4 separate regions of the Mus musculus genome follow, and all the other regions are linked to region 1. Evidence: chromatin contacts called from public Hi-C, HiChIP or PLAC-seq and promoter capture Hi-C data. All regions are on one chromosome and are shown on one strand. Each heading gives the region's core, a stretch centred on a gene start, on an enhancer-like site or on the middle of the called end of the contact. The rest is flanking DNA. Distances are from core to core; before and after follow the strand shown. Region 1 holds the start of Tlcd3b (TLC domain containing 3B). Region 2 holds the start of Itgal (integrin alpha L). Region 3 holds the start of Dctpp1 (dCTP pyrophosphatase 1). Region 4 has its middle 27 kb from the start of Spn.

Region 1 (7,338 bases), core at 3,248-5,747:
CAGTTGTGGTGGTGTACACCTTTGATCCCATATGTAGGAGTCAGAGGCAGGCAGATCTCTGTAATTTCAAGGCCAGCCTGGTTCACAAAACAAATTACAAATTTCAGGAGAGCCAGGCTTCACAGAGACCCTGTCTCCAAAAAAAAAAAAAAAAAAAAGTTATTTTATTTGAGTGTTTTGCTGGTAAGTACATGCAATACCCAAAGAAGCCAGAAGAGGACGCCAGATCCCTTGGAACTGGAGTTACAGATGGTTGTGAGCCACTATATGGGTGCTGGGAATCAAACCCAGACCCTCTGCAAGAGCCCTCAGTACTCTTGATCACTGAGCAATCTTTCCAGCCTTCTCTTTTGTTAATTTTAAGACAGGGTCTTGCTATATAGACCATGATGGTCTCCAACTTGTGACCTTTCTTCCTCAGCCTCCAGAGTTCTGGGATTGCTGTTCTGTGCCACCATAAAACACTAAAATATTATGTTTTGGAAATATGGACCAGCTCCAGGGGCTATAGGGAAAACTGAAATAATCTGACCTGGGTCTAAAACAAAGTGATAGGGTGTGTGGCTATACATCTGCAACCCCAGCCTCGAGGAGGTAGACGTGGGACACAAGGAGTTCAAGAGCAGCTTGGGTCATGTAGACATTTCAGGGTTAGCCTGAGGTACATAAAACCCTAACTCAAAGGAAACAACACACAAATGGTATGTCCGCTTATCTCGGATAAACGTGAAAGTAAATCAGTTAGGCATGGCACACAGGTCTGCACCCTTAGACCTTAGGTAGCTGAGATGGATGGTCAGGAGTTCAAAGCCAGCCTGGCAGACACATGGCAAGACCTTGTCTTAGACCAAACAAAAAGTACACCAAGGATCCAAGAGAGATTAGACCGCAGGCATGCCTGGTGACTTACAGTGACTATGAGGAGTGGGGCTCGTGGGCCTTTGTGTCTTTGCAGTGACTGGGGTGCGGGTGGGGGTCTGAAGAGCACTGTTTTCATGGCCCTCTTTCTCTTCTGCAGACAGGCATGGCCCTGCTCTTCCTGCTGGGGTGTGTCTTCTTCCCACTGTGCTTTGTGGTATTACGCTGGGGGCTGCAGAATCGAACCAGCTTACGGATGGAGAGGCAAGAGGCTGTCTTGGTGGCATCCAAGTAAGATGGGAAGGTGGGGCCAGAGCTGGTGGTGAGTCTAAAGAGCAGCTGGAGTGGACTCAGGATGCAGGACAGTGTGGGTGGGGCCCTGGTAGCTGAGTCTTTTGCAAAGGTGAAGTCACTGAAGTTCAGGTCCCTCATTTGGAAATGGGGACATGTGAGAATCATGTGTCTAAGGGCTGTGGACACCCTTAGGAGGTGCATGGCGATCCCTGGGGAAGCAGAAGGGGTTTGGCTCCAGCCAGGCATCACAGAGAGAGCATGTGAATCCAAGCCAGGGCCTGTAAGCCAGGCAGGCGCTCTCCCACCCAGCTGCATCTCAGGCTTTCCCCAGAGATAGAGCTTTACTTTATGATCCAACCTGGCCTTGGGCAGGGATGTTTGTGCTGACAATTGAACCTTTATTTACTTTTTTAGATTTTTTTTTTTTTTTTGGTTTTTTGAGACAGGGTTTCTCTGTGCAGTCCTAGCTGTCCTGGAACTCACTCTGTACACCAGGCTGGCCTTGAACTCAGAAATCCACCTGCCTCTGCCTCCCAAGTGCTGGGATTAAAGGCGTGTGCCACCACTGCCCGGCTTAGAATTCTTAACATTTATTCGGAGGGGGTGCACATGGCGCGGCTCACATGTGGAGGTCAGAGGACACTTGTGGATGGTTCTCTTCCACGTGTTCAAGGGATTGAACTCAGATTGGCAACAGGCGCCTTTAACGTGCTGAGTCCTCCCACTGGCCTGAAAGTGGTTTTTTGGTTGTTGTTGTTGTTATTTGGTTTAGTTTTTGGTTTTTGGTTTTTTGAGACAGGGTTTTTCTGTAACCCTGGCTGTCCTGGAACTCACTTTGTAGACCAGGCTGGCCTTGAACTCAGAAATCCGCCTGCCTCTGCCTCCCAAGTGCTGGGATTAAAGGTGTGCTCCACCACGCCCGGCTAAGTGGTTGCTTTTTAACCGACAACTCAGACGAGAATTTAAGGAGATACTATCTTCTGCTGGCAACATCATACTGGGGAAAAAATGTATTTGTGGGAGAGGTTGGGCCCTCGGGCTGTTACTATAAAGGTGAACAATGCCGGGGTGGAGCTGGGACTGGGGTGTGCAGAAAGCAGTGCTTCAGGGTTGTTTTTGTTTTTGTTTTTCTTTCTTTTCAATGCTGGGTATGGAGCCCCGAGCCCCTGATGTGCTAGGTAGCTCCTGAGCCCTCAAAGGCAGAATTTACCGAGGAGACTCTGTAAATCCCCAGAAAAGAAAAACGAAAATCAAAAGCACAAACCCGAAACCTGTCTTGTTCTGCTGCAGCCTGTGCTATCCACAGTCAGCTCTGGATCCCCTGACCACGTCTGTGTTCACAGACACGTTCTGATCCATGTCACCGCCCCAGCTTAGAGCCTTGGTGCTTTTGTTCCTTGCTGTTTTGTTTTTGTGTGTGTTATTTTTTGTTTTGTTTTTTAGGTAGGGTCTCTCTCTGTAGCCCAGGTTACATCTTCTAACTTTTGAAAGGTTTTGTATTTTGTTTTATCCCGTTACTCTTAGTGAGCCTCCTGCCTCAGCCTTCTGAGTGCTGGAATTTCAGGCCTGTCCCTTCATCTAGTAGCTCAAGCTAGGCTAAGTGCATCTATTTTTTGACAGGGTCTCCTATGTATTCCTGACTAGCCTGGGATTTTTGCCGGGATTTTGCTGTATAGACCTGGTTGTCCTGGAAGCCCCAGGGCTCTGCCTCCTCTGTCTCCTGTGCACCCCAGGGCTCTGCCTCCTCTGCCTCCTGTCACCACTGTCTTTGGATTTTCCTGAAGTGAAGCAAACATAAGCTTGAAATCCTACTTTACTAATAATGAACATAGCTATGTTATCTTGACACTTTAATAAACCCTCTAAGCCTTGGTTTCTCCTTCCTCAACCCCTAGAAGACTTAAGAAGCATTGACATAAACCATGCTCAGTCTGTAGTAAGACCTGGGAAAGTGGACCTCTTCCCCTGTGGTTTCCAGGTCTACGAAGGTCTCTAATAGTAGCCCCAACTCCTGCGGGTGTCAAGACTTCCCTCAGCCACTCCCACAGACTGCCACTAGAGGGCAGCACAAAATAGCGAATTGGCCCCTTCCTCTAGGGCGCAGAGGGAGTAGGCTGTGGGCTGGAAAGGTCAGTTGTCAGTAGATAAGTAGGCTCATCTCAGGGTCAGTGAGAAACTCAAGCTACAGTGAGGTGTCAGTCCCCATGATATACAAGTCTGAAGGACAGATGGGTTTGGGAAAGGCCAGGCTCTAAGAGGCCATGTGAGAGTGAGCATTAGTAGTTGTGTGCTAGGCCTAAATTACCCTGGCCAAAGCACGGGGCTGCTCTTCCCCTTGGATTAAAGGAGGAAGTTGAGTCAGCCAGCCACCAGGCTCTTCTGTGTAAGCAGGACTGTTCTGAGGAGTGGCCGAGGACAGGGAACCAAGGCAACAAGGAAAAGGGGACTCCAGGAGGCCATTGGCCTGAGGGAGGGGCCCCGGCTTCCATAACTCCACTGGGTTTTCCAGGCAGCAAGCACCCTCTGCTCTTCAAGCCCACCTTCTAACCCTCTCTCCCAGGCGAGCACTTCCTCTGTCGCCCAAGCTGGCTACCAGGAGTGATCCTCCTGCTCCTGGAGTGCCACCAGGTCTACATGACTGCTTCCTGTCTCCCAGTGCCCTGGTGCTAGCCATCAAAGCCATGCTGGAGGGCTCTGACAGCCAGCCATCTCTTCCCACTTAGCTCTGTTCCTGTCACATCTTAACTTTCTGATCTTGGGGAACCTTGGCTCCCACCTCAGGGCTATCCCCTGACCTCTGAAGAGCATAGGAGCATAGATTTCCCCCTGGGCTGTCACAATAGTGAGCCACACTCCTGAGGGAGTGACTCGTTGTGGTGCGAGTCGGAGTGCAAGCGAGGTGACTGATGTAGTTTCCACTCCCTCTGACTGGAGAGGCGGACGGGCGGGGTGGAGGGGGCTGTGGGTCTGAAGGACACCGTGAAATGGCTTGTTCCTATCTGTGCCTTCAGGGAACACACCATCTACTCAGGCTGCTTTCTTCAGGAAATCTTCTTGGCTGGAGTGAGCACCCCTAAGCTGAGATCCCTGCAGGCCACTGAGGGACACCCATTTATGTTTATAAGCACCAGCAGAAGGAAATGCCAGACATTTTTAAAGTGCTGACAGGAAAGGCGGCTCAGTACTCCTGCTAGGTGGAGGTGTCCGGGGGGGGGGGGGGGTTTAAGAGAAGAGCCATCCTTTCCCTAAGCCCTTGTCCCCAGCAGCCCCCTGCACTGCAGCTCCTGTCTCTTTAAGGGCCTCCCCCTCCCTCTTTCCTTGTCCCCCCCCATCTCTGTCGCAGCCGCTGCTGTGGCTCAGAGCTGCATGGGAGACAACGCTGCTGCAGGTCCGGTTTCTTGGTGTCTGGTCGGTGCCATCATTTCCCTCCCCCTCTCCCACCCTCCCCAAGCTGGTGGCTTCCCCTCCCCCTCCCCCTCCTCACAGAGGGGGCAGGGGGCTGGGCACCAACTCTATAATGCCATGTGCGGTGTCTGCACAGGGCAGCGGGGCTCTAGCGGCAGCAGCAGGAGGAGGTGGTAGCCTGTGGTGGCGGGAGAGCGGTGTTGACTGGTGACCGCTTGCCCAGCTGCGCCTCCGCTCCGCTCCGCTCCGTCCTTTCCTCCCTCCCTTTTTTCAGGGCTGGCACCACCGTCCCCCACCCCGCCTCCTTGGGCCCTCCCAGCCTCTCCACGTAAGCCCCCCCCCCACCTGCCGCGGTTCTCCCTCCCCTCCCCCACTGCATCTTCCTCCTCCTGTCCCCTCTCCCTCTTGGTCCTCTCATCAAGTCCTCCCTTGGTAGTCTCTCCCCATCCTCTCACCAGCGCTCTGTCGTCCCCCCCCCCCCCCCGCCACCTAGCTAGCCCTTTCTTTCTGTGTCCCCAATCTCATTGAAGTCCCTTTCTCCCTTGCCCTGAACTGGTCCTCTTGTCCCATCCTGTCCCCGCCCTGGCCCCTTTGTGCCTCCCCCTCCCTCTTTCTCTCTCCCTTTCTGGCTTGGCAATCCCTTCTTCACCTCCAACTCCCTCCCTCAATTTGGCCTTCCTGTCCCTTCTGGACCCTCTGGTCTCCCTGCCCGGGTTCAAGTCACCATGCTTACCCCAATGGTGGCTGGGGGGGTGGTGTTCCCCGGACTCTTCCTCCTATCCAAGAACACGCTCCAGAGGCTGCCCCAGCTGCGCTGGGAGGAGGCCGACGCAGTCATTGTCTCCGCCAGGTAAATGGCATGCCTTCCCCGAGAGTTCAGCCCCTCTCTCTCCAACAGGCTTCATGGGGAAGGGACCCCAGCACGCCCCTGGGCTCAGTAGTGGTGGGTAGGTTACATCCAAGCTTCCTTCCCTCCTTGGACCTCATTGAAACCCAGCCATCTGGACTACTATTGAGCTTGAGCTTGCTTCCCTTAGCACCTTCCTATCCTCCCTCTAAAGCAGGGCAGCATGTGACTAAACAGTCCCACAAGACACCCAGGAGCAAGCCAAGGGGCAAGACTGTGTTTTTCAGGGCTAGTGTTTGGGGGTCAAGGTGTAGAAAAGTAGACAGTGAAACTTGTATATCTCTAGAATAGGGCCGCCAGGAAGAGGGCCATGGTAAGAATCAGGAAAATAGTGGGAAAGTGTGTGTGTGGGGGGGGGGGGGGCTGGGGTCACTGGGGCCAGTGACTCTAAGTATGAGCCTCATGGTGTCTGGGTGCAGGGACAACTGGGACTCCCTTAGCCCTCATGGGTCCCTTCCCTCCCTCCCCAGGGAGAGAGAGCTCACTGTTAGGCACTGGCTCACCTCAGGACGCCTCCCTGGTGTCCTGGGAAGAAGATGATTCCACTGGCACAAACTAGGAATGAAGAAGGCTGGGAGAGGCGGGAACTGAGGATGGAAGCTAAGCGCAGCTTGGCTGAAAGTGATGGTGGGAAAGCCTGGCTTAGGTGGAGGCTGATGTGGAATCCTGAGGGGTAGGGTTTCCACAACACAGAGACGGGAGACGCACACCTGATTGTCACTCCTTCCTCTGTCTTCCTAGGTTGGTGTCCTCTGTCCAAGCCATCATGGCCTCCACAGCTGGCTACATAGTCTCCACTTCCTGCAAGCACATCATAGATGACCAGTGAGTGCCTCAGGACCACCCCGCCCAGGTCCCAGCGGTCTGTATGTGGGACCTGGGATCCCCCAGATCTGTAGTGGTCCCTAAACTCGGGATCAAGAAAGTTCATGTGATTGCTGCAACTCAATACCAAGGATAAATTTATCCTGTCCTGTCTTAAAGGTCAGGAGCAAGGAAGCAGGGGTAGGAGATCAAAGGAAATCCTCAGAGCAGTTCCTGGTCAGCTTCCTGGCTCTTGTCTTAGGTTCTGAACGCCAGCCATGTCTTCTCCAACTCTTGCATCGCTCCTACTCTGTTCCTATCCAGCCCCTTACTGTCTCCTCACCATGTCGGCTCACCCCTCCACTCCTTCTGGAATCCATGACGAGCCTCAGCACGGGTCCAGGGCAGAAGAGAAAGGGATGACACAGCAAGGCCACAGAGGGTCAGGCCGTGGGGGTTGGGGGTGAAGAGGCCAAAAATTGGCACTAGCAGCTACTGCAGTATTTGGTGCTGCCAAAAAGGCCCAGGCCTGAGCAGTGGCTCCGAGGAGGGTGAAGGGGACACGGGCCCTGTCCGTGGTGCTGATCTGCACTTTTTTTTTTCCCCTGCTCACCGTGGGCAAATTTGCTGTGAGCCCAGGATGCCCTTCCTCAACTCATGACTTCTGGCTCTAATGCCCTTCTGTAGTGTCCTTTGGGCCTCAGGGGACATCATCTGGGTGACCCTGGTCTCCATCCACCTTCTGGTGTATGTTTGTCTCTTCTTTTCCTATGGGAGAATTCTCTCCTCCTAGGACTTATAGTGAGATCACACTCCTCCCCAGAACAGCTCTGCAGGGAGGAGCTGAGTGTGTTAAGTGCCTAGAACAATTCTTGGCTCCATCGTATTGAGGCTCACCTCTTAGGATCCTTTGCCATGTGACTTCCCCTTGCTCTCTCCCAACCACTTCCCCAGCTAAAGGGTCCCAGAGAAGCTTGGTGCCGGACACCTCCTTCTCACCTATTCTTAGCTAGAGGTCACCTTTTGGCTCTTGCATTCCCAACCTCAAGTCCGTTCTTGGCCTTGTTCCA
Region 2 (7,338 bases), core at 3,553-6,052, 470 kb after region 1:
TGACCTACTGCCCCAGCTTCATTCTCCCTTAGCTTTTGAGACAGAGTCTTCCATCTTCCTAAATTACTCAAACTTGCCACCCTCCTGCTTTAGCCTCTCAAGTAGCTGTGATCACAGGTTTATGTGACACTATGCCTTATTTGTATGCTTTTTAAAATAAATAGTAAAATTACACATTCGTGTTGTTTTTTTAAAAAAATCAGTTAATAAAGAAATGTTTAAGGCTCATTCTACCAAAATAGCCACTGTTTGGAATCAGGTTGTGGAGGGATGTTGCGCTGTTGCTCACCTAGGAGGCATGAAGGCCTCGGTCATTCTAGACCTAGTAAAAGAGGTACGGTGGCACAGGGTGATGATCCCAGCACAGTGGTGCTGGGGGCAGGAAGATCCAGAGGCACCCTCAGCTGTCTAGCAGCTCAATGTGTGTGTGTGTGTGTGTGTGTGTGTGTGTGTGTGTGTGTGTGTATGTGTGTTTGAGGCAGAGTTCTTCTGTGTAGCCCTGGCTGTCCTGGAACTTGCTGTGTAGACCATGCTGGCTTTAAACTCAGAGATCTGTTTATTTCTTTCTCCAGAGTGCTGAGAATAAAGATGTACACCACCATGCCTGGCAAGATTTTTATTTTTAATACATTGATTGATTGATTGATTGATTGATTGATTGATTGTAGGAGGGCATGCATGTGTGGGTCAGAGGACAATAATGGGGGAGTTAGTTCTTGATTTTTACTGTATGGGTCCCAGGGATTGAAGTCGAGTCACCAGGGTTGCAGCAAGTACTTTAACACACTGAATTATTTCATCAGCTTCATCCTCAAGATTTTCAAAATACACACATACAAATGTTATTTTGTTTTATCTTTGAGATGGAGTCTCATATACTCCAGGTTGACCTTGAATTTACAAAGTAGCTGAGGATGGTCTTAAACTCTTGATCCACCTGCTCTTACTGTGTCTTTTTTTTTTTTTTTTTTTTTTTGAGACAGGGTTTCTCTAGGTTCCTGTTGTCCTGGAACTTACTTTGTAGACCAGGCTGACTTTAAACTCAGAGATCTGCCTACCTCTGCCTCTCAAGTGCTGGGATTAAAGGCGTGTGCCACCACTGCCCAGTTTCCTTTTTTTTTTTTTTTTTTTTTGTTTTTTTTGGTTTTTTGGTTTTTTTGGTTTTTTGAGACAGGGTTTCTCTGTGTAGTCCTGGCTGTCCTGGAACTCACTTTATAGACCAGGCTGGCCTCGAACTCAGAAATCTGCCTGCCTCTGCCTCCCAAGTGCTGGGATTACAGGCGTGTGCCACCACGCCTGGCCCCTTCTTGGTTCTTTAGGCTTTATCCATACTTGTTTATACAAATACATTTGTACTTTAAAGATTAAGACCCCCAGATGATAAAGAACATTATGTAGTTGTCTTTCTGAGTTTGGGTACTTCATTTAATATTATACTTTCCAGACCCATCCATATTTCTACAAATGTCACAGCTTAATTTTCCTTACATTCTGAATAGCACTCCAGAATGTATCTATATTACATGTTTGTTATCCATCATCCGTTGATGGGCGTCTAAGCTGCCTCAGTTTCTCTGCTTCTCTGAGCACAGAACACTAAGCTCAGAAGACCAAGTGGCACTGAGGTAGGGTATTTATCGTGGGCACAGGCCCAGGAGGAGTGGAGCTCACTCATATGGTACTTAGAGTTTTCATTTTTTGAGAAATTTCCATATTGATTTCCATATTTTTGTATTAATTTGTGCTTCCACCAGGAGTAAATAAGAGTTCCTCTTTCCCCACATCCTCATCAGTGTTTGTTGCTAGATTTCTTGAAGACAGCTATTTTGACTAGGGTGAGGCACAATGTAGAAGTAGTTTTAATTTACATCTCTCTGAGGACTGGGGATATTGCACACTTTTAAAAATAACTTATTGACCATTTGTTGTATTTTTTCTTCTGAGAAATATATATTTCATGTTTTCCTTTTTCTGATGGATGTAGTCCTGTCTTGCCTGGGATTTACTCTGTAGAGCAGCTGGCCTCAAACTCAGAGATCCCCCTGCCTCTGCTTCCCAAGTGCTGGGCTAGTGTCACCACAGCTGGCCTAGACCTGTATGGTGAAGTGTATTTCTCATGTTTTCCTGTAACACTTTGAGTATTAAAGACTTTGACCTACTTTGAGTTGATTTTTCTTCCGGGTTAGAGACATCACTCATTTTATCTTTCTGCAGTTGGACACCCAGCCCTGCAAGCACAAGGTGCTAAGTGTTCTTTCCACTGCACGTTTTTTGACACTTATGTCAAAAAGTAAGTGGCCAGTTCAGTCACTGTTAATATATTCAGACCTAGTGTGTTGTTTCTATGAGGCCAATACAGAAGAAGATTGTTGTATAAGGCCAACCTGGGCCAATCAAGAGCCTATCTTAAACAAAAACCAAACACACAGAGAGTGAAAGAGACACAGACATACACTCATTTAAAAGCTTTTCTCATATATGTTCATGAAGTTGTACAGTCATCTCTACCATTTCAACCCAGAACATGAATCATTAAAAAACTTGAACTCCTCAGCAGCCGTGCTCTCCTCCTGCTCCTCGGCAGTCACTCATCCACGCTTCATCTCTTCAGGCTTACCTGTCTGGGGGCTGGGGACGCAATTCAGTGATAGACAACTGAAATACAAGCCTGAGGCACTACATTTGATTCCAACAACACACACACAAAAATTTACTTATTCTGGACATGTCACTCAAATGAAATTCCACATCTGAACCTTTGCACCTGGTTGCTACCCGCCCACCCCCACCCCGGTCTGTTTTCAGGGTCTGTCTGCACTGTAGCTTGCCTTAGGTGCACCTCATGCCCGTCTCCATCCCCAATTGCAGGCCTTACAGGCTGCCGTGCTCTTTCTATAATAACTAATGTTGTTGAGCATTCCTTCATGTTTTTGTCAGCCATTTCTATTTCATGGTTAAAGAAATGAGCTGGGCAGGTAGCTTAGTGGGAGAGTGCTCGTTTAAAACATAAATGGCTGGGCGTGATGCCACATGCCTTTAATCCCAGAACTCTGGAGGCAGAGGCAAAGAGATGTTCATGAGTTCGAGGCCAGCCTTGTATATAGCGTGAGTTCTAGGACAGCCAGGAGTACGTACAGAAACTTTGTCTCAAAACAAAATGAAAAAAAAACCCAACCAAACAAAAACCCAACAAAACAACAACACCCCGCCCCCCATAAATAATATGAACTGAGGGGCAAAGCTTTGCAATAGAATGCATCAGTTTGATCCCTGCACTAGGAAAATTATTGTTATTTTTGATTTTGAAAAATATATTTATTTATAAAACTTTGAATATTTAAAAATTACTATGTGTGTACGACGGGGAGCAGGGAACACATGTGAAGGGCAGAAGACAACCTTGACCTTTATGTGGGCTCTTTGGGTGGAGCTAACACCTCAAATTCTTTTTTTATTTCTTTTCTTAAAAAAAAAAAAACATCCCATGGGCCCAGTGATTTTTTTTTTTAAGAAAAGAAATAAAAAAAGAATCCCTCAAAAGTTGTCTTTTTAAAGTTGTTATCGAGTTGTCTTTGTGTCCTGAGTTCTTTTTCTTTTTTTTTTTTGTTTTTTGTTTTTTGTTTTTTTGAGACAGGTTTCTCTGTATAGCCCTGGCTGTCCTGGAACTCACTTTGTTGACCAGGCTGGCCTCGAACTCAGAAATCCGCCTGCCTCTGCCTCCTGAGTGCTGGGATTAAAGGTGTGCGCCACCACGCCTGGCTTCTTTTTCTTTTTTTTTTTTTTTAAGAAACAAAATTAGGGGCTGGTGAGATGGCTCAGTGGGTAAGAGCACCCAACTGTTCTTCCGAAGGTCCAGAGTTCAAATCCCAGCAACCACATGGTGGCTCACAACCATCTGTAACAAGATCTGACTCCCTCTTCTGGAGTGTCTGAAGACAGCTACAGTGTACTTACATATAATAAATAAATAAATCTTTAAAAAAAAAAAAAAAAAAGAAACAAAATTAACCAAATGGTAGTAGTGCATGCATACCAGTAATCCCAGAGGTAAGCAGATCTCAGATCTCTGAGTTCAAGACTAGCCTGGTCTACAGAGTAAGTTCCAGGGTGGCCAGGGCTACGCAGAGAAACCCTGTCTTGGGAAAAAAAAATGTGAAAAAAAGAAAAGGAGGAGGAGGAGGAGGAGAAGGAGAAGGGAAGGAAGGGAAAAGGAGAGGAGAGGAGAGGAGAGGAGAGGAGAGGAGAGGAGAGGAGAGGAGAGGGAGAGGAGAGGAGAGGAGAGGAGAGGAGAGGAAGAAAAGAGAAGAGAAGAGAAGAGAAGAGAAGAGAAGAGAAGAGAAGAGAAGAAAAGAAAAGAAAAGAAAAGAAAAGAAAAGAAAAGAAAAGAAAAGAAAAAAGAAATTAGCTCTGAAGCCTGCAGCTCTGTGGCTTGCTCCAGGCTCTCTTTTCTGCATGCATCCTTTTGTCACCCACAATCTTCCTGTGTGGTTCAAGCAGGGACGGTTTAGGGATGCTTCCTGAGCAACCCTCTATCTGGCTTGTTTGTTTGTTTGTTTGTTGTTTTAGATAATATAATTACAGCACTTCTCCCCTCCCCCCCCCTTACCCCTCCCTCCCCCGAGTCTACTCCCTACTCCCTTCTATCAGGCTTTGAAGAATCTTCCGGGGCCTGGTGTGAGAGCGGAGGTTGCCTAGCTGAAGTGGCAGTAATTTAACCGCCTTGCTGTCTGCTCTTGGATGATGTGAAAATGCAAGTAGGCACAGGAAATGTATCTAACCTGCTTATACTTCCTCTCTGAACAGAGAGGTTTCACAACCCGGACAGGAGCGCACCCCCTCCTTCCACCCCCACCCAGTGTCATCAGCCTGGCAGCCCTGAGAAAGTTCCACTGGAAGGGGCCCCATGCAAGAGAAGCCACCATTTCCCTCTTCCTCCCGGGTCTAGGTTGCCAGCAAATCTCAAGAGCTCTCTGAGATCGAGTCCGGACCCACAGGTCCCTCCTAAGCGCAGATGAGTTTCCGGATTGCGGGCCCCAGACTTTTGCTACTGGGACTCCAGCTGTTTGGTAGGAAATCCAGGAGGGAGGGGAAAGGGACGTTGTCTGTGACAGGGGAAACCAGAAGGCTCTGTAGAGCCAAAGAAGATGAGGAGCCACTCCAGGGGATGGACGGTATAGGTGATGTGGGACCCAGGAATCCCGGAGAGAGAAGAGGGAACCTACACAAACTTGAAGCATGATATCGAAGGGCGTGGAAGGAAGAGCGGGTGGGAGGTGGAGTGAGCCTTCACGTGTTTAGGTAGATGGTTGGAAGGACTCAGGATGGGAGAAGGCTGGGTTAGGTTTCTACTCCACCTCCTTTGTATTATGTCTGCTTGGGAGTTTTGGGCACCTGAAGGGAGGTGAAGAGGGTACCCTCATCTCTGATATCCAGGACACAAGGTGCTATAAGTCTTTCTGTAAGGAAAGTTGGACCAGAAAAGGACAGTTTAGAGGCTGCAGAGGGCACTCTAGCTGCCTAAGATGGGGGAGGGGCGGTGTTGGATTTTAAAAGGTCGGGAGATACCTATGTCTGGTGGGTAGAGTTGGGAAACTTAAGTCACCTGCTGGGTTCTGGGTATGGTGACTCCATGAGGCTGGTCACTTCTCAGGTGCTGGGATGCAAGGTGCCCAGAGAAGCGCAGTCAGTGTGGCAGCCATGGGGCCTCAGGGCAGACTCTTCCCAGTCCCTGCCTGGGAACTTGGTCATTCTATGCCTGGAGGCCCCCTCCCTGGCTTCTTTCTCATGGGCCTCCGCCTTCTTACCCTTCCTTCTTTCCCAATAGGTCCAAGGGGAAGTTGAGTCCTCTGGGTCTGGGAGGAGTTACCCTGGGAGACAGACTGTGTAGTCTCCTAGTCTCTAGTCCAGGCCTCAGAGGGAAAGTCCTGGCGCCACCAGTCTGTGCTTGGGTGTAGGCAGCCTCAGAGCATGAGTGGGTTTGGAGGAACAGGCCTCAGAGGCAGCACTAGTCTGTGTCTGTGTGTCTGTGTGTGTGGGGGGGGTCTGTGTGTGTGGGGTGTGTGTGTGTGGGGGTGTGTGTGTGGTCTGTGTGTGTGTGGGGTGTGTGTGTGTGGGGGGGGGGGTCCAGATAGGGAGCAGCTGACTGCTTTGCTCCCCGCAGCCAAGGCCTGGAGCTACAACCTGGACACACGGCCTACGCAGAGCTTCTTGGCACAAGCTGGAAGACATTTTGGGTACCAGGTCTTGCAGATTGAAGATGGGTGAGCTATTATTCTTTCAACTACCCTCCAGCAGCAGGGTATGCAGGGCCCCACATCTGCCCAGGGGTAGGGGTGGGGACTGTCCCATGTCAGGGGTTGGCCTCTCTTCTGCGAGTGTCTGCTAGGTGGAATCTTTGAAACAGGAGCAAGGCTCTCTCTAGTACCATAGAGTGAGGGTGATGGGTCCTAAGCCACACGAGTGTCTGAGGACCATCTCCTCTCTGCTTCCCAATTCAAAGACTAGCTAAGCACATAGTAGGACAGGCTTGTCCTAAGCTAAGCACATAGTAGGACAGGCTTGGGCATTGATGGCTTTGTTGTTGTTGGTGGTGCTGCTGTTTGAATACCAGGTCTATGTGTGTTAGGCAGGCTCTCCATAGAGCTACATCAGGGTTTGTGTTCTTTGGTTGGAGACAGGGCCTCTGTAGATCAGTTTTTCTACATTTGCTGTAGCTGAGCAGAGCCTTGAACTTCTGACCCCCTATCCTCTACTTCTGAGGTGCTGGGATCACAAGCAGATGCCACCAGACCTGGTTTCTTTTTTATTTTCTTTTTGAGACAGGGTCTTATTAAATTCCCACAGCTAGCTTGGGGCTACTGTCCTCCTGCCTCTGGCTGTCTCTGAATAGCAGAGGTGACAGGCCTATGTCACCACACCTAGTCACAAATAGCTTTTGAATTGATGACTAAATGAAGGTGCCCACCTAGCAGACACTCTTTGGGCCTTGAATTTTTCTAGTATGCAAATGAAATGAAGCTTTAACGTCTAGAATTATGTTATTTGGCTATTAGGAAATAGGGGCTACTCCAGAGCTCGCCTGGAGAGTAAGAGGTGTATTGCCGCGGCAGCAAGTTTTAAGCATACAGTTGTTATTGTTATTGAGCTGCGTGTGTATGTGAATGCTGTAGTGATTGGGCTGTGTGTGTACGTGAATGTTCTCGTGCACATGTGGAAGTTAGGACAGCCTGCTGGAGTCAGGTCTCTCCTTCTACCTCTTAGGAGAGCAAATCTGACTCCGTTTCTCAAGCTTGTTAAGCACTTTTGCCCTCTAAGCTACAATAAGCCTAGCATCACTTT
Region 3 (7,338 bases), core at 3,430-5,929, 440 kb after region 1:
GCAACAAGACTTTTCAGTCCTCTGCAAGAGCCTCAAGTACTAAGTATAGTCGCGCATGCCTTTAATCTCAGCACTTGGGAGGCACAGGCAGATGCATCTCTGTGAGTCCAAGGCCAGCCTGGTCTACACAGCAAGTTCCAGGTCAGCCAACAATACATAGGGACCTTATCTCAACAGACAGACAAAAAAAAAAAAAAAGAAAAAAAAAAAAAAAGACAGCAAGTACACATATCTGCTGAGCACTCTCCAGTTCCAGAAGCCATGTTTTAAGATTTGTCTAGGTGAAGGAAAAGGAGCTGGAGCTCCAGAGACAAGGCAGGGTACAGATGTGATTTAAGTGTCACCATATTCACAGTGGGGTGGAAATGTAAAACTCAGCCTTTAAAAAAAAGATTTAGTGTATGAGTGCTCTATCTACATTTACACCTGTGTGTCAGGAGAGGTTGTGAGCCACCATGTGGGTGCTGGGATTTGAACTCAGGATCTCAGGGGAGTGGCTAATGCTCTTAACCACTGAGCCATCTCTCCAGCCTCAAACTAAGCCATTTTTAATCAGATGAATTCTTTTACCTGGGGAGGCACGAAGGGTCATCAGAGGAGGCAGACAATTAACTCGTCAATAGCACTGGTTTCTCTGCAGGACCTCGCTTTTTGGGAGGCAGTCTTAGGTGTTGTCGGGACATAATGTGCCCACACACCACATAAACTGTGCATTCAACACCATCTGACTGTAAAGAAGGAACAGAAATTGGCCCTGGCCAGGGAAGAGAGGCAGGCGGTCTTTACTTGTACAAAGGGGCCAAGGAAAGGAAGCTGTACCCAAGACTTGTGGCCCATACTTACTTCCTACTCTCTTCTGCAAGTTTTAAGTTGAAAAGGCAAAACAGCAACTGTTAGTTACACTGGACAGTACCCCACTTCTCTGCAGGATTTGAGATATTCTGTCTAGCTACTCAAGAAAAATCGAGATGTTTTTGCCTTAAGTCATTTTATTGAGAGAGAAAACACTTGGGCCCAGACTTAATAAGGCCAGATTAGCACCTCGTTTTTATGTGGAAGCCTGGTCTCTCAGCTCCGAGGCAGGGTCTCCAGCCCCCACAGCCTGGTTTTCAGAGATGGTCCCACGGGGCAAGTCAGTGTACTTGCAGGCAGAACCTCGGGACAGGTGGACTGGGTAACGTTGGCGGTTGGTGTCCATTTTGGAGATTACTGCTTGAGGTAAATCCACATGGCAGCGGGCTGCTAATGCTACCAGGTAGATGAGGACGTCGCTAAGCTCCTCCTGAAGGGCTGCTCTCTCCTTTGGTGGCCATGCTTGAGGACCAGGCTCTGTATCAGACTTCCACTGGCTAGAGAGAGAACAGGACAGACACATAAGCCTGCTAGTTTAGTGGGCCTGTCTATAGCTTCAAACCACCACAGCTCAGAAAATCCCTCCAAGAACAATGTACTCGCCCAGGCCCTGGGTAGAGCCAGGTGGGAAAGAGATTTTTTTTTCTTTCTTTGAGACAGGGTTTCTCTGTGTAGCCCTGTCTATCCTGGAACTCACTCTGTAGACTAGGCTGGTCTCGAACTCAGAAATTCACCTGACTCTGCCTCCCAAGTGCTGGGATTAAAGGCGTGCGCCACCACGCCCGTGACTCTACCTAAGCTATGGGAGTAACCAAGAGAACACTTGCTGAGACACTCCGAGGTCCAAGTCTATTTTTCACTGGCCCTAGCTGCTGTCACTCCAAACCAAACCCCAGACCCGAGTCATTGCGGGCATTCACCTTCCTGTTACCTCCCCCACCCATCCCTCTCCTACACAAAGCCTGATCACCTCCCCTGTTTGTGGTCACTGTTCCTTCTACTATGAGTAACACCCCCGCCCCAATCCTCCTAGATTTCCCGTTCTTAATACTTAGGTTTCAACTCAGAGGTTCCCATCTCAGAAACTTACTTTCTCATCTCCTTGTGTTATTCTCCCCTTCCAATCCCAAGACAGGCTCTTACATAACTCAGGTTTCAGAGTCTCTATGTGGCCAAGGATGAACATGTAATCCCCCAGCCTCTGCCTCTCAAGCCCTGGGGTCACATCACATACCACCACATTTGACTTAATTTCCCCTTAATCCTTGTCACAGTTCTAGACCACTTAAAATTGTGCTATCAGTCTCCTTCCACCAGGAATGGAGGCAGTCTGGTCCAAGGTCCCATCCTGCTTCCAGATGACCTGGAACACAACCGATGCTGATCCATCTGTAAACAGGCGATGGACCACCCTCAGATGCATCTTGTATGCCCTCTACCCTTCATCCCACAACGACCGCCCATATTTAGGTCCACACCAGCCTGTTCACTAGCCTGCTCTAATCCATTCTCTCAGGCGTCCAATCTGCCCCGCAGGCCCAGATATCTTTCTGCTTCTCAGGTTAGATGTGGCTTTCTGTCTGAACTCTTTTATCACCTAACTCCAGTCTTATCAACCTGGATTTGCCTCTTGCCCTACCTTCCACAGTTCCATCTTCTACATCATGCCTATGATGGGCCAGATACTTAGGGCATACAGAGAACAAAAACAGATACAAAAATCCTCCCTCTTTCTTGGGAAAGATAATTCTGAATTCTCCCAGATTTTAACTTGCCCCTTCTCTCACTATTAAAAAAAAAAACAAACCAGATTTATTTATTCTGCAGACATATGTAAGCACGTGTTTGCATGTATACTATGCATATGCAGGAACCTTTAAGGCTAGAAAAGAGTGTCAGATCCCCTGAAACTGGAGTTATGGGACGTTGTGACCTGGCACAGGGGTGCTGGGAACTGACTCAGCTCTTCTGCAAGAGCAGGAAGTGCTCATCAGCACTGAGACATCTCAGCAGCCCCTGCACTACCTTTGTAAAGGAAGTTCTCTGTCTGGCAGGCCACCCTTTTAAATTCCTTATTTCAGCCTTACACAGAGGTAAAATGCCGGTGACAACTGTTCACCACCCCCGTCCCCATATACCTTCTTTTTTCCTTTGAGACAGGGTCTCTCTGTGTACCCCTGGCTGTCATAAAACTCATGCTGTAAAGCAGGCTGGCCTCAAAGTTACATATTCACCTGCCTGCCTTCTGAATACTGGATTAAAAACGTGCACCACCACAGCCCTGCTGACAACTGTTCTTCTTAGACCTAGGTCTGCCTCACTGTTTCTACATTTCACTCTCCCTGGAAACTGTCCCCAGCACCCACCAGGGCTGGGACTCGTCTGTCATCTCTGTATCCCTAGCAGCAGCACAGAATACAGCAGTAAGGAAAATAAAACCAACCACAGTTTTTGAGGCTAAAATACATTGTTTCCCCAACCCCAAACAGCCTCTTCCAGGAAGACTCCATCTACTCACAAGAGTTCTGCCAGCTCGCCCACTTCTCCCACCAAGGCTAGCAGCAGGTTCCGAGGCTGGTGGAACTGCTCCCAGTCCCGCTCAGCTGCAAACTCTGCATGGAGGCGTCGGCTGGAATAAAGTAAAGGGGTGGAGGTTCAAGTCTCAGGGTTAGAGGACAAGACGCAGGTGCCTGGCATACATCTAGAAAGGGCATGGGACTCTGAATCCTACAGTCAAACATCTTGGATGTCCTTATGTTACTAACTTTTAACAAGACTTTTTAAAAAAGATTTATTTACCTATTTTATGTTTGTGAGTACACTGACACTCTTCTCAGACACGCCAGAAGAGGGCATCAGATCCCATTACAGATGGTTGTGAGCCACCATGTATGTGGTTGCTGGGAACTGAACTCATGAACTCAGGACCTCTGGAAGAGCAGTCAGTGCTCTTTAACCACTGAGCCATCTCTCCAGCCCTAACAAGCCTTTCATTGGGGTTGGGGGTGGTGTTCAAGACAGGGTTTCTCTGTGTAGCCCTGGCTGTTCTGGAACTCACTCTGTAGACCAGGCTGGCCTCAAACTCAGAAATCCACCTGCCTCTGCCTCCCAAATGCTGGGACTAAAGGTGTTCGCCACCACTGCCCGGCTAAGACTTTCTTATCATCTGGAAATGAACGTGCCCCTGTACAGATTTTAACCTCAAGCCAAATTAAGCAACACCCTTTATTATTCCATTTTCCTACTGCTACTTCTTCCGGTACTCCACCTTAACGCCCCTATCTCCACACATCTAGGTCTAACTAACTCACAGGATGCAGTTTTGAGACACTGCCCACTGGGGCCTTCCTTGACATTCTGCAAGAAAAAAGAATTCTACACTTCAGCTTCCCCTGTCCAACTACCCATCTCTCCTGGGGTGCAGAGGTTCTAACAGACCTCTGTTATCTCTCCAAGGTTGTATTAAAGGTTGGTACTTAACATGCCCGGGGGCGTCACCCAATTTCCCCGGCCTCAGGTGTGCACTGTGCACATAATGTTTATTTAGCTAGGTTCTCCAGAGGTCAGCCAGGAGGACCCGGATGGCCTCGGACGTGTTGTTCTTCTGGACCACGTGGAGGGACCCTCCTCATTACCACAAAAAGGTTAGTTTCTCCATCCGAGGACGGACAAGGACTGCTTACATGTCCTCAAGCGTGGGCTCCGGACTGAATCTGAACGGGCGGGCAGCAGCAGAGTCTTCTTGTCCCACAGTACCGCGCTCACCGTCACCAGCCGTGGACATTCCGCCCACTAGTCCAACCCGCGCGGGAGCGGACCCCGCGCCGCGCTCGGAGCCGCCTCCAGAGTTCTGACCAATCACGGCTTCTCAGTGCGTTCCCGGGGCGGAGCCGGAGGAGGACCCAGTCATATACGTGAATTTTAGCTACGGCCCGCCCCTTCTCCGGCCTGAACCAATCTGAAGGGAGTTTCAAGTGTATTTTCTCCTTCTGTGCCCTCGAGTTCTTCCGCCCAGGCGAAACTTCTTAAAGGGACAGGTACAAATTCAATCTGGGAAAGACAGTAGAACAGAAAGCCTAATGCGACGTGACTTGCTTAATGGGCGCCAGATGGCGCCAAAGTGAAATGGCAGGCGCGGAGGAGGCGGGTCCACTGAGAGCAAAAACCCTACAAGTGAAGGACCCAGCATGTGCGTGGTCATTTCACGTGGACGGCCTTCACACAATTTGAAAGAGATTGATGAGAAAAACTGCATACTTCCAGAGAGGGGGAGGACCCAGTCTTTGTAACCCATTTCAGCGTCCTACACCAGTGGATTCCAATGATTGCAAGCAATCCTACAGGGAGAGGAAGGCATACCTCCTCTTCGCGTTTACGTGACACTGACATTTGTAGCAGGTAGATAGGGTATGACCTCTTTCCCATGGGTCACTATCACAGCCTTACACAATGCACAAGAGGACACCAAGCTCGTTTACACTGGCTAGGTTTTGAAGCCTGTTTTCTTTTAAAAGACTTGTTTTTATTCTCTCTCTCTCTCTCTCTCTCAATCTCTCTCTCTCCCTCTCTCTCTCTCTCTCCATATTTACATGTATGTCTTTGGACCCCTTGTGTGCCCGTGCCCAGGACAGCCAGAAGAAGATGTCGGATCCAGGATTAGAACTGTGGTTCTCTGCAAGAGCAACAAGTGGTCTTATCCTTAGAGCCATCTTTCCAGACCCGTAAGATTTTTTTTTCTCCTTAAGAACCTTAAGAATTACAAAGAAAATTATGTATATGCGTGTGTCCAGGTATGTGCATTGGGTGTGTGCACATGAGTTGTTAGCAAAGGTCAGAGATGTAGAATCCCCTGGAACTAGAGTTATCAGTGGTTATGAAGTACCAAACCCTGATCCCTCTATAAGAGGAGCAAAGTTGTTTGTGATAGGCTTTCACTGTATAGTCTTGGCTATCCTGGAACTCACTCTGTAGACCAGGCTGGCCTCAAACTCACAGAGCTCCACCTGCCTCTGTCTCCTGAGTGCTAGGATTAACGTGTGTGCCACCATCACCAGGCAGGTAACAAAGGTTTTCAACTGCTCAGCTATCAGCACTGCACACCCTTTCTCAATTTTTTGTTTGTTTGTTTGTTTCGAGACAGGGTTTCTCTGTGTAGCCCTGGCTGTCCTGGAACTCACTCTGTAGACCAGGCTGGCCTCAAACTCAGAAATCCACCTGCCTCTGCCTCACAAGTGCTGGGATTAAAGGCATGAGCCACCTCCGTCCAGCTTCCCTTTTTCATTTTTAAAGGTTCCAGGATGGAACCCAGAGACTTGAGCATGATAGGCAAGTTCTGTACCCAGCCCATGGAGCTATCCAATCTCTTCAGAATTTTCAATCTGAAAAATCACAGAGTCAGTCATTGACCATGACAGGAATGGAGTTACCCAAGAAGAGGGGTTGTTTTGTTGGTTCGGTTGGTTTGAGTTTTTGAGGCAGTCTATCACCTTATAACCCTGGAACTCATTACGTAGCTTAGGGTACTGTCAAACTCATGCCAATCCCCCTGCATCGCCTTCTAAGCACTGAAATTATAGACATGAGGCATGGACGGGTGCCAGCTGTTTGTGTGTAACCCAGCTGTACAGCTGTTTGTTTTTGTACCTCAGTCATAGTCACTCTGTCTGTTCTCCGCTTTAGAAAGGGCTTGCATTCTTGTAGAAATGAAAGAAAAAAAGAAAGTGGAAGAAAGAGTCAGATTCTAGACACTAAGATCAGAGAGGAGGCTGGGTGTAGCTTAGTGGTAGAGGTTTGCATGCAAGGGAGCATTGGCTCAAACTCTAGCACCAAATTCATAAATAAAACCCAATGGTGTAGTGATTTCCTGCTAAGTACAGATAGATTCCTCTGGCAAGCTAGTGCATTTATCTAAAGAGACAGACATGAAGGCCATCACAGTTTTCTTTGTGATATCGGCAGAAGCGAGGGCAGTTCAGAGGCGCCGGTGTGTTACAGGCTGCTTACACAATGGACATTGTCAGCAGTTCACACGGAGTACAAGCAGCAGACACAATTCTGAACTGGTTTAAACAAGGCAAGGGGATCTGAAGCAAGTGTGGTGCATGCTTGTAACCCTTATCATCTGGGAGGCTGAGACAGGAGGATCAGAAGTTCAAGGTGAGTTTCAGCTGTACTGAGAAAACTTAAGGCCAGCCTGGGCTACTTGAGACCCTGTCTCAGCAACACAAACCAAAAAAGGAGACCACTTTACTAAGTAAATGCAATTTGTTTCAGGGGCACAGGAATGACTGCTGGGTAAGATGAGCCTGGGGAATGGACTGGGTTGTGGCAGCCAGACTCAGCACCTCACATATCTAACCGTGGCAACCTTTAGGAGTAGGTAATGTTATGGTCATGCCCACTTTACAGAGAAGGAAACTGAGAAAGTAAGGCACTTAAACAACTGTTAAGTTAGTAGTGCCAGACTTCAGACAGTTTGGTTTTGAA
Region 4 (7,338 bases), core at 3,473-5,972, 340 kb after region 1:
TTTTAAAGATTTATTTATTACTATATGTAAGTACACTGTAGCTGTCTTCAGACACACCAGAAGAGGGAGTCAGATCTTGTTACAGATGGTTGTGAGCCACCATGTGGTTGCTGGGATTTGAACTCTGGACCTTCCTTCGGAAGGGCAGTCGGGTGCTCTTACCCACTGAGCCATCTCACCAGCCCTTCTTTGACTTATTAAGGGTGGGTGGCCAGACCTAGCTTGGGTCCAAGGTTTAATCACAGAAAAGATAAGGACAATCTCTGCCTGGCATTGACAAGGTGAGGGTCAAGTGACACAGAGATGGTGAAGTTTACAGTCATCCTTGGTTACATAGTAAGTTAGAGGCTAACCTGGGATATATAAAACCCTATCTAAACAAAGCAAAGTGCTGGTATAAGGGCAGTTTGTGTCCTATACATGGGCTTCCATGATGTTAGTGTGGATGGAAGTGGACACTCTTTATCTACTCAAACAGACTCAAACTGAAGCTGGAGGACAATTTAACTAGGATGGAGAAGGAGGAGGAGGAGGGAAAGGGGAAGGGGAAGGGGAAGAGGAAGAAGGAGGAGGAGGAAGAAGGAGGAGGAGGAGAAGGAGGAAGAAGAAGAAGAAGGAGGAGGAGGAGGAGGAGGAGGAGGAGGAGGAAGAAGAAGAAGAAGAAGAAGAAGAAGAAGAAGAAGAAGAAGAAGAAGAAGAAGAAGAAGAAGAAGAAGAAGAAGAAGAAGAAGAAGAAACCAATATCCCAGCAGGGCAGGGAAGCTGTAAGACCTCAGCAGCTGCCTGGAGGAGAGCCGGGAAAGCCTCATGGAGGTCAGACACATGAAAGAGAGGAAGGGGTCTTTGAAGACAGAGTAAGGAGGACAAAGTAGTGACAGGGAAACCCAAGTATCTAAGGGAGGCAGGCTTAGAAAGAAGGAAAGGGACAGTGGGCAGACTTACCCCACATGGCTGTGGCCCCCCAAGCTTCTGTGCTCGCTCGCTCGGATTGGGAATTCTGGGGTGGAAAAGCACAGGATCTCACTAAAGAACTAATTGTTTTACTCATCTTTTTAGCACGCTTAGGGTGAGCCCCACCTTCCTAAGGGAGGTTCCTCAGCCAGAGTGGTTGCACCATCCCAAGGGGATGCCAAGCTCCACCCAGCAGAGCTTCTGTCCTTCTGGCCAGGAGCTTTTTCCATGCTAGTACTAAGTTCTACCAGGCTGGCATTAAACTTGGGATCCTCCTGTTTTAGCCTCTCAGTGCTGGGCAAACTGGCATGTGCCACATGCTTAGCCATTCGCCAAACTTTTATTTTCTTAATTGGGGGTGGGGGGGTGGGGAACATGGGGTGTGTAATGAGACAGGGTAGTTTTGACTATCTTGGAGCTTACTATGTAAATCAGAACTGGCCTCAAACTCACAGAGATCCACCTGCCTCTACATCCAAGTGCTGGGATTAAAGGTGTGTGCCACCACGCCCCCAGTTCATTCTTAATTCAACTTAATTGTGTGTGCACCAGCAATGCTGGTGGTGACGCACAGTGCCGTGTGCAGGGCATTGGAGAATGCTGTGTGGTGAGCTCTCTCCTCCTTTAGGTCTTGATGCTCCAGCCCAGGTCCTCAGACTGACAGCAGGAGCTTTTTTTTTTTTAACCTCCTAGGCCAGCCTAGAAGGTTCCAGGAGCAAATGTCAAGTCTTCTAACATCCAAAAAAACAAAACAAAACCAAAAACCTAAGGGGAAGGGATTCCGAATCCATTCAGTGAGATCAGCATCACCCCGATACCCAAACCAGACAATGATGCACAAAAAGGTTCATTCCCGATGGACCACACTCCAGACCAGGTGGGATTTGCCCAAGGATGAAGTGGCTTCCACAAATCAACAAATGAGAAACAGCACAGTAACTACTTGAAGAACAATAATATGGTCACTTCAAAAGACCGTACTCATGAGGGACACTAAGAGGTTTTCTAGTCCCACACCCTCCTTGTAGCTTCCCCCTCCTGCCCGGAGTCAAGGCTAGGCCAAGTTTCATTCTCCACCCACAGGAGCATTCTTGAGTAAAAATTTCTGACTGATAGTTACCTGACCCTCTGGAAAGTCCCAGGTAGAGTTCAAATGTGTGTCATGCTTGCTAGCCAATAGACTGAAAGGTCAATACACTTGGCCAATAAGTTTGAACTGTAACGTTGCTGATGTAACCTGTGCCCCTAAAAAGTATACAAACTGCTTGTAATAGCCATTCTCGGTCGCCTTCTTAGTAACTCACCTTGAGGGGCTAATTGAAGGTCGACCCGACATGCCAAGGAAATAAACCTCTTGCTTTCACATCGATCTGCATCTCTGTGTCTCACACAGGGGCATCTCGAAGTAAGGACCACTGACTGAAGGTCGGGGTCGAGGTCTTACACTCAGATAAAAGAGAACCGTGTGAAGAAGGTCTGGTTCTTTGACACAGTAAACGCCACACAAGTCAAACCCACAGCTAGCTTCAAAAATGAGGACAAGAGGAGAGGAGAGCTCGGAGCTCTGGCATAAGAAGTTGCCAACTCCACCACCTTAACTCAGCATAGCACTGGGTGTTCTAGCCAGACCAGTTAGGCAAGAGAAAAAAAAAGGGGGCACCCCATAGGGAAAGAGGAAGTATATTTTGCTTGCAAATGGCTGTCTCTAGAAAAACCAAAAAGACTCCACCAAAAATGTTAGGATTGGTAAATGAATGGCATCATGTAGCAGGCGCTAAGTCAGCATGAACAAGCCAGTGACATGTCTCCACTCCAACTGCAAGCTGCAGGAGAAAGTGAGAAACAACCCCAGCAGCTGCGTCCCTGTGCACATGCTAGCATGCAGGGAGTGTTAAAGCTGAAAATTTCTAAGAGAAAGACCAAATCGACAACTGACCTATTAAAGCAAGCTTTATGTAATACTGGCTAGGACAATGGACCCTGGCCAGATCCATACCCAGGATCCATGAAGATTGGCCCCCAATTAGGTCAGACGGGTGCCTACAAAGGTCAAACCCACAGGCTCTGGTACTTTCTGCTTCCATACATCCTGATGTACTACTTCCTGCCCATGTGTCTTCTGCCTACTGGCGATCAAGGTCTTCCTGTGCAGCATGGGCAACCAAGCTTGTGTACTGAAGGGAAAACACAGGCCTTGTTATCTGACGTGAACAGCAGCCCAGGGAGTTACCTGTCCTTGGGCAAATGGGATTAGCCTTTACAGTCCCCATGTGCAATGTTTAGAACAAAGAAAGTGAAAAAATATATATATAGGGTATGGTGGGATATATTTGTAATCCAGCATTAAGAGACTGAGATAGGAGGATCAAGAGTTTGAGGCCAGCCTGGTAGATTCAGGGAAGCCTGGGTTACAAAGTGAGACAAAAAAAGGGGGGGGGGCAAACTACCCATCAGATAGAAAAGATAGGTAGACCAGATATTCAAACAATAAAACAGTAGAAAACAAGCTAAAGAATGAGAGGCTCTTGTGAGTAGACATTTCTCAAAAGGACGCAGGTATGTGGGCTCATGCAACCAAAGTCACAAAACATCTGGGAGCACTGGTGTTGCTCATAATCTCAGTTCTGGGGAGCTGACTGCAGGGGAGTCCCTGGGGCTCACTCAACAGCCAGGTCCAGGGCCTAGTGAGAGACCCCGTCTAACACAAGGTTGATCTTTGCCTCCACTTACGTGCATATACATACCTGCACACAGACACACACACATATACAAAAAAATAAAACCTTTTAAAATATGGAATTAGAAGCTGGGTGTAATGGTGCATGCCTTCTATCCCAGCAATTCCGGGAGGTAGAGGCAGGAGGATCTCTGTGAGTTTGAGGCCAGCATGGTCTACACAGAAAGTATGTAACACAGAAAAGGATGTAACACAGAAAAACCCTATCTCAAAAAAATAAAGAAACTAGCAAAGAAAACCAGGAGTTAGGTTTGGTGGCTTGTATGTTTAATCCTATCACCCAAGAGGCTGAGGCAGGAAACCCACAGGTTTGAGGCCAGCCTGGGCTATAAATTGAGACCCTGTGCTTCAAAAAGCAAAGCTAACAGCAACAAGAAGTGCTTGAGAGGAGGAGGAGAAGGGAACACTCAGACATTCTTGGTGAGAATGCAAATTAGTATAACCATTATGGAAAACAGTACAAAGGTTCCTCAAAATGCTAGAAACCGGGCTGGGAAGTAGCTCCATGGCAGACAATGTGCATCACATGAGAGGGTTTAATCCCTAGAGAAAAAGAGAAGTATCGTTTGAAAGGTCTTGGGATATCATAACGCTGAAATGATATGAAATGAGAGTCAGGCACAGCGGCACACACCTGCAACCCCAGCACTGGAGAAGAAGGGGGGGGGGCGTTCAAAGCCAGCCTGGCCTAGCTTACATGGAAAGTTCCAGTACAGTCATGAAAGAGCCATCACCTAGGCAATTCTCAGTCACCCCACACTTCCTGGCTTGTCAGGCATGTCCCCAGACTAAGTTATGCAAAGGCTCTGAGAATAGTTCAAAAGAACAACCTTATAAAGTCCCAGATGATAATTACCAACGAAAGGCTACTTCAAAGCTTACACGCGCCATCACTCCAGATTCATGTGAGATACGAGAAACCACGTGTGACATTGTCCAAAACCAAAACCACGAAAAGCAAACAGAACCATTTGATCCAGCAATCCAGCTACTGGGTAAATGGACAGGGAGGGAAGCCTGTGTCCAAGAGCTATCTGCACTGTCACATTGTCACAACTGTCACAGACGAAGGGGTTTGCCTTCTCCAAATGCCTAGCAGCCTTGGGGCCTGGTTAGTTTTGTATCAACTTGACACAGGCTAGAGTTTTCTGGAAAAAGGAACCTCAATTGAGAAAATACCTCCTTTAGACTGTAGGCATATCTGTGACAGGATTTTAGAATTCTCGTATTGCACATGAATCTGGAGTGATGGCGCGTGTAAGCTTTGAAGTAGCCTTTTGTTGGTAATTATCATCTGGGACTTTATAAGGTTGTTCTTTTGAACTATTCTCAGAGCCTTTGCATAACTTAGTCTAGGGGCATGCCTGACAAACCAGGAAGTGTGGAGTGACTGAGAATTGCTTAGGTGGCGGGTCTTTCAAGACAACCGGGAGATCAGATAAGAAGTTTTGGTATGTGGAAATTGACTTGATAAGGTGCCTTTTAGGTAACAATAAAGAGCATCTAGGGAGCTGTCAGTGTTCAGTCCTTGCTAGGCTGATCCCCCTGCTGCAGAGAATTTCATCTCTTTTATTCTGTCCATCCTCCCAGTAGGGCACTTTCTTGATTAAAGATTGTTCTGGAATGGCCCATCCTCCTGTGGGTGGTGCTACCCCTGAACAAGGGAGACTGGGTTCCAGAAGAAAGCAGACTGAGCAAGCTATGCAGAGCAAGCCAGTAAGCAGCAGCCATCTCCCTGCTTCCCCCCACCCCCCAACCTCTACTCCAGTTCCTGCCTTGAGTTCCTGCCCTGACTTCCCTCAGGGTAGACTGCATGAAATGATCCTTTTCCTTCCCACGATGTTTTTAGTCATGCTGTTTATCACAGCAATAGAACAACCAGGATTTGACCCAGCTCTGCCTATTGGCTTGTTGCTGGGCATTTGTCTGTATACTGAGGCTCTTGGAATTCTATTTTCCAGTTGCTAATATTCCACAACAGAAAAACTGATCTATGAAGTTTCTGTTTCTGTAAAATACCACTGCTGTGGTGGTGGTGCGTGTCTGTGATCCCAGCCCTGGAGAGGCAGAGGCAGGTAGATCTCTGTGGGTTTAAAATTGTTCTGGTAAAAAAATAAATAAAATAAAATAAAATTGTCCTGGTCTACATAGCAAGTTCCAGGGTGGGGAGGGCTACATAGTGAGACCCTGTTTCAAACAAAAAATAAACTCACAAAGCATTTTTCCTGGTTGAGTTTGGCATCCAGGGTCCCTGCAGCCAGCCATCATGAGCTGCCCCTGAGCAGGCAGTAAGGGTCTCCATATCAGGACTCAGAGGGCTCAGTGCTCCAGGTCAGAGCCCAGGGCCTTTATTTCACCTTGGGATCCTGTGTAATGCTTGGGGAATGAGGCCAGGGGAGGACGAACCTCGAGCCTCGAGGACAGGCAGCATCCTTTAGGTATCTTTCCCTGGTAGGATCTCCTTCTCAGGGAAGGGAAAGGCAGGGGCCTCTGCTGGCCTGTCAGGGTCAGGGCTGGAAAACCCGTAGGTTCTATGATTTGGGATTTCATCATTTCTTTTTCCCTTAAGTTTCTGGTTGCTTTCACTGATTCTCTCTGTGCATGTGTGTGTGTGTGTGTGTGTGTGTGTGCATCAGATCCCATTATAGATGGTTCTAATTCTGAGCATATGTGCATGAGTGTATGCATGTGTGTATAAGTATGTGTATGTTTTTCTGGTTGCTTAATTAATTCTGTGTGTGTGTGTGTCTTGTACATCTGTGTGTCTGTATGTTTGTATCTCTCTCTCTCTCTCTCTCTCTCTCTCTCTCTCTCTCTCTCTCTCTCTGTGTGTGTGTGTGTGTGTGTGTGTGTGTGTGTGTGAAGGCAGAAAAGGGCATAAGATCTCTGGGAGCTCGAGTGATAGGCAGTTGTGCGGCACTTGGTGTGGTGCTAAGACTGAACTTGGTCCCATGTTTTTTTGGGGTTTTTTTTTGTTTTTGGTTTTTCGAGACAGGGTTTCTCTGTATAGCCCTGGCTGTCCTGGAACTCACTTTGTAGACCAGGCTGGCCTCGAACTCAGAAATCCGCCTGCCTCTGCCTCCCGAGTGTTGGGATTAAAGGCGTGCGCCACCACGCCCGGCGGTCCCATGTTTTAAACACCAAGCCATCTCTCGAGCCTCCAGGCTCAGTTTTGCTTACTTGGTTCTGGGGATGGAACTCATATGCTTGTGCATCTAGCAACTTAGCAACCAAGCCATCTCCTCCAAATTTTTTTTCAAGATTTATTCATTTATACATGTTAGTGCTGTATTTGCATCTATGCCTGCAGGACAGAAGAGGGCATCAGATCCCAGTATAGAGGGTTGTGAGCCATCATGTGGTTGCTGGGAATTGAACTTAGGTCCTCTGGAAAAGCAGCCAGTCCTCTTAAATGATGAATCATCTTTCCAGCTCCCACACTCCACCCCATGTCCCCTTTTTCTTTTTTATAAAACTTCCTTTTTTTTTTTCTTTTTCTGACTTTATTGTCAGAACCAACCACATTCTTAATACCATCATCACTTTGAGCTGTCTTGTGTTGTGGATTTGGTCTAATGCTACCTGTGTTAATTTGGTCACCAAAACTACAGGAGAATCTGCACATCTGCACATAAGATACTGAGGGACCC

Evidence for each region. Promoter capture Hi-C pulls out the DNA fragments that hold promoters and counts their contacts. Hi-C and Micro-C count contacts between places; a contact is called where the count stands out from the background. HiChIP or PLAC-seq counts read pairs in DNA pulled down with a chosen protein or histone mark.
Region 2: a contact with region 1 is called in a promoter capture Hi-C map of liver. The contact joins the promoter of Itgal here to the promoter of Tlcd3b in region 1. A contact is called at or near these places in 13 of 39 promoter capture datasets (the C10 cell line, cranial neural crest, embryonic stem cells and 7 more), 1 of 484 Hi-C or Micro-C datasets (liver) and 1 of 9 other capture datasets (adipose tissue).
Region 3: a contact with region 1 is called in an H3K27ac HiChIP or PLAC-seq map of microglia, with 5 times the contacts expected there. The contact joins the promoter of Dctpp1 here to the promoter of Tlcd3b in region 1. A contact is called at or near these places in 11 of 39 promoter capture datasets (the C10 cell line, embryonic stem cells, fetal liver and 7 more) and 3 of 115 datasets of contacts at active chromatin or transcription factors (bone marrow-derived macrophages, embryonic midbrain and microglia).
Region 4: a Hi-C map of bone marrow-derived macrophages shows a contact between it and region 1, with 17 read pairs. The contact joins the enhancer-like site here to the promoter of Tlcd3b in region 1. A contact is called at or near these places in 20 of 39 promoter capture datasets (3T3-L1-derived adipocytes, the C10 cell line, the HPC-7 cell line and 12 more), 9 of 484 Hi-C or Micro-C datasets (CD4 T cells, CD8 T cells, LSK cells and 6 more), 9 of 115 datasets of contacts at active chromatin or transcription factors (the 230-238 cell line, bone marrow-derived macrophages, craniofacial prominence and 4 more) and 5 of 9 other capture datasets (adipose tissue, embryonic stem cells, liver and 2 more).

Annotation. Positions count from the first base shown.
Region 1 is chr7:126,818,806-126,826,143 of GRCm38.p6, forward strand. It overlaps Tlcd3b (TLC domain containing 3B), which reads left to right and starts at 4,498. Exons shown (of 5, transcript NM_029978.1): 1 at 4,498-5,407; 2 at 6,206-6,289. The coding sequence starts at 5,283.
Region 2 is chr7:127,291,458-127,298,795 of GRCm38.p6, forward strand. Itgal (integrin alpha L) reads left to right here and starts at 4,803. Exons shown (of 31, transcript NM_001253872.1): 1 at 4,803-5,066; 2 at 6,161-6,260. The coding sequence starts at 5,012. It overlaps Gm31897 (a long non-coding RNA gene), which reads left to right. Exons shown (of 3, transcript XR_378503.3): 3 at 1-439.
Region 3 is chr7:127,255,988-127,263,325 of GRCm38.p6, forward strand. It overlaps Dctpp1 (dCTP pyrophosphatase 1), which reads right to left and starts at 4,680. Exons shown (of 3, transcript NM_023203.1): 1 at 4,536-4,680; 2 at 3,371-3,481; 3 at 972-1,349. The coding sequence starts at 4,636. The coding sequence ends at 1,049.
Region 4 is chr7:127,161,614-127,168,951 of GRCm38.p6, forward strand. No RefSeq gene overlaps it. Among named protein-coding and RNA genes, the nearest start is that of Spn, 27 kb to the left of the region's middle. Within about 2 kb of position 4,723, at least 24 of the 459 cell types and tissues checked have an H3K27ac peak or open chromatin away from gene starts, as enhancers often do. A contact at or near this core is called in the HPC-7 cell line, bone marrow-derived macrophages and trophoblast stem cells, where this site is marked.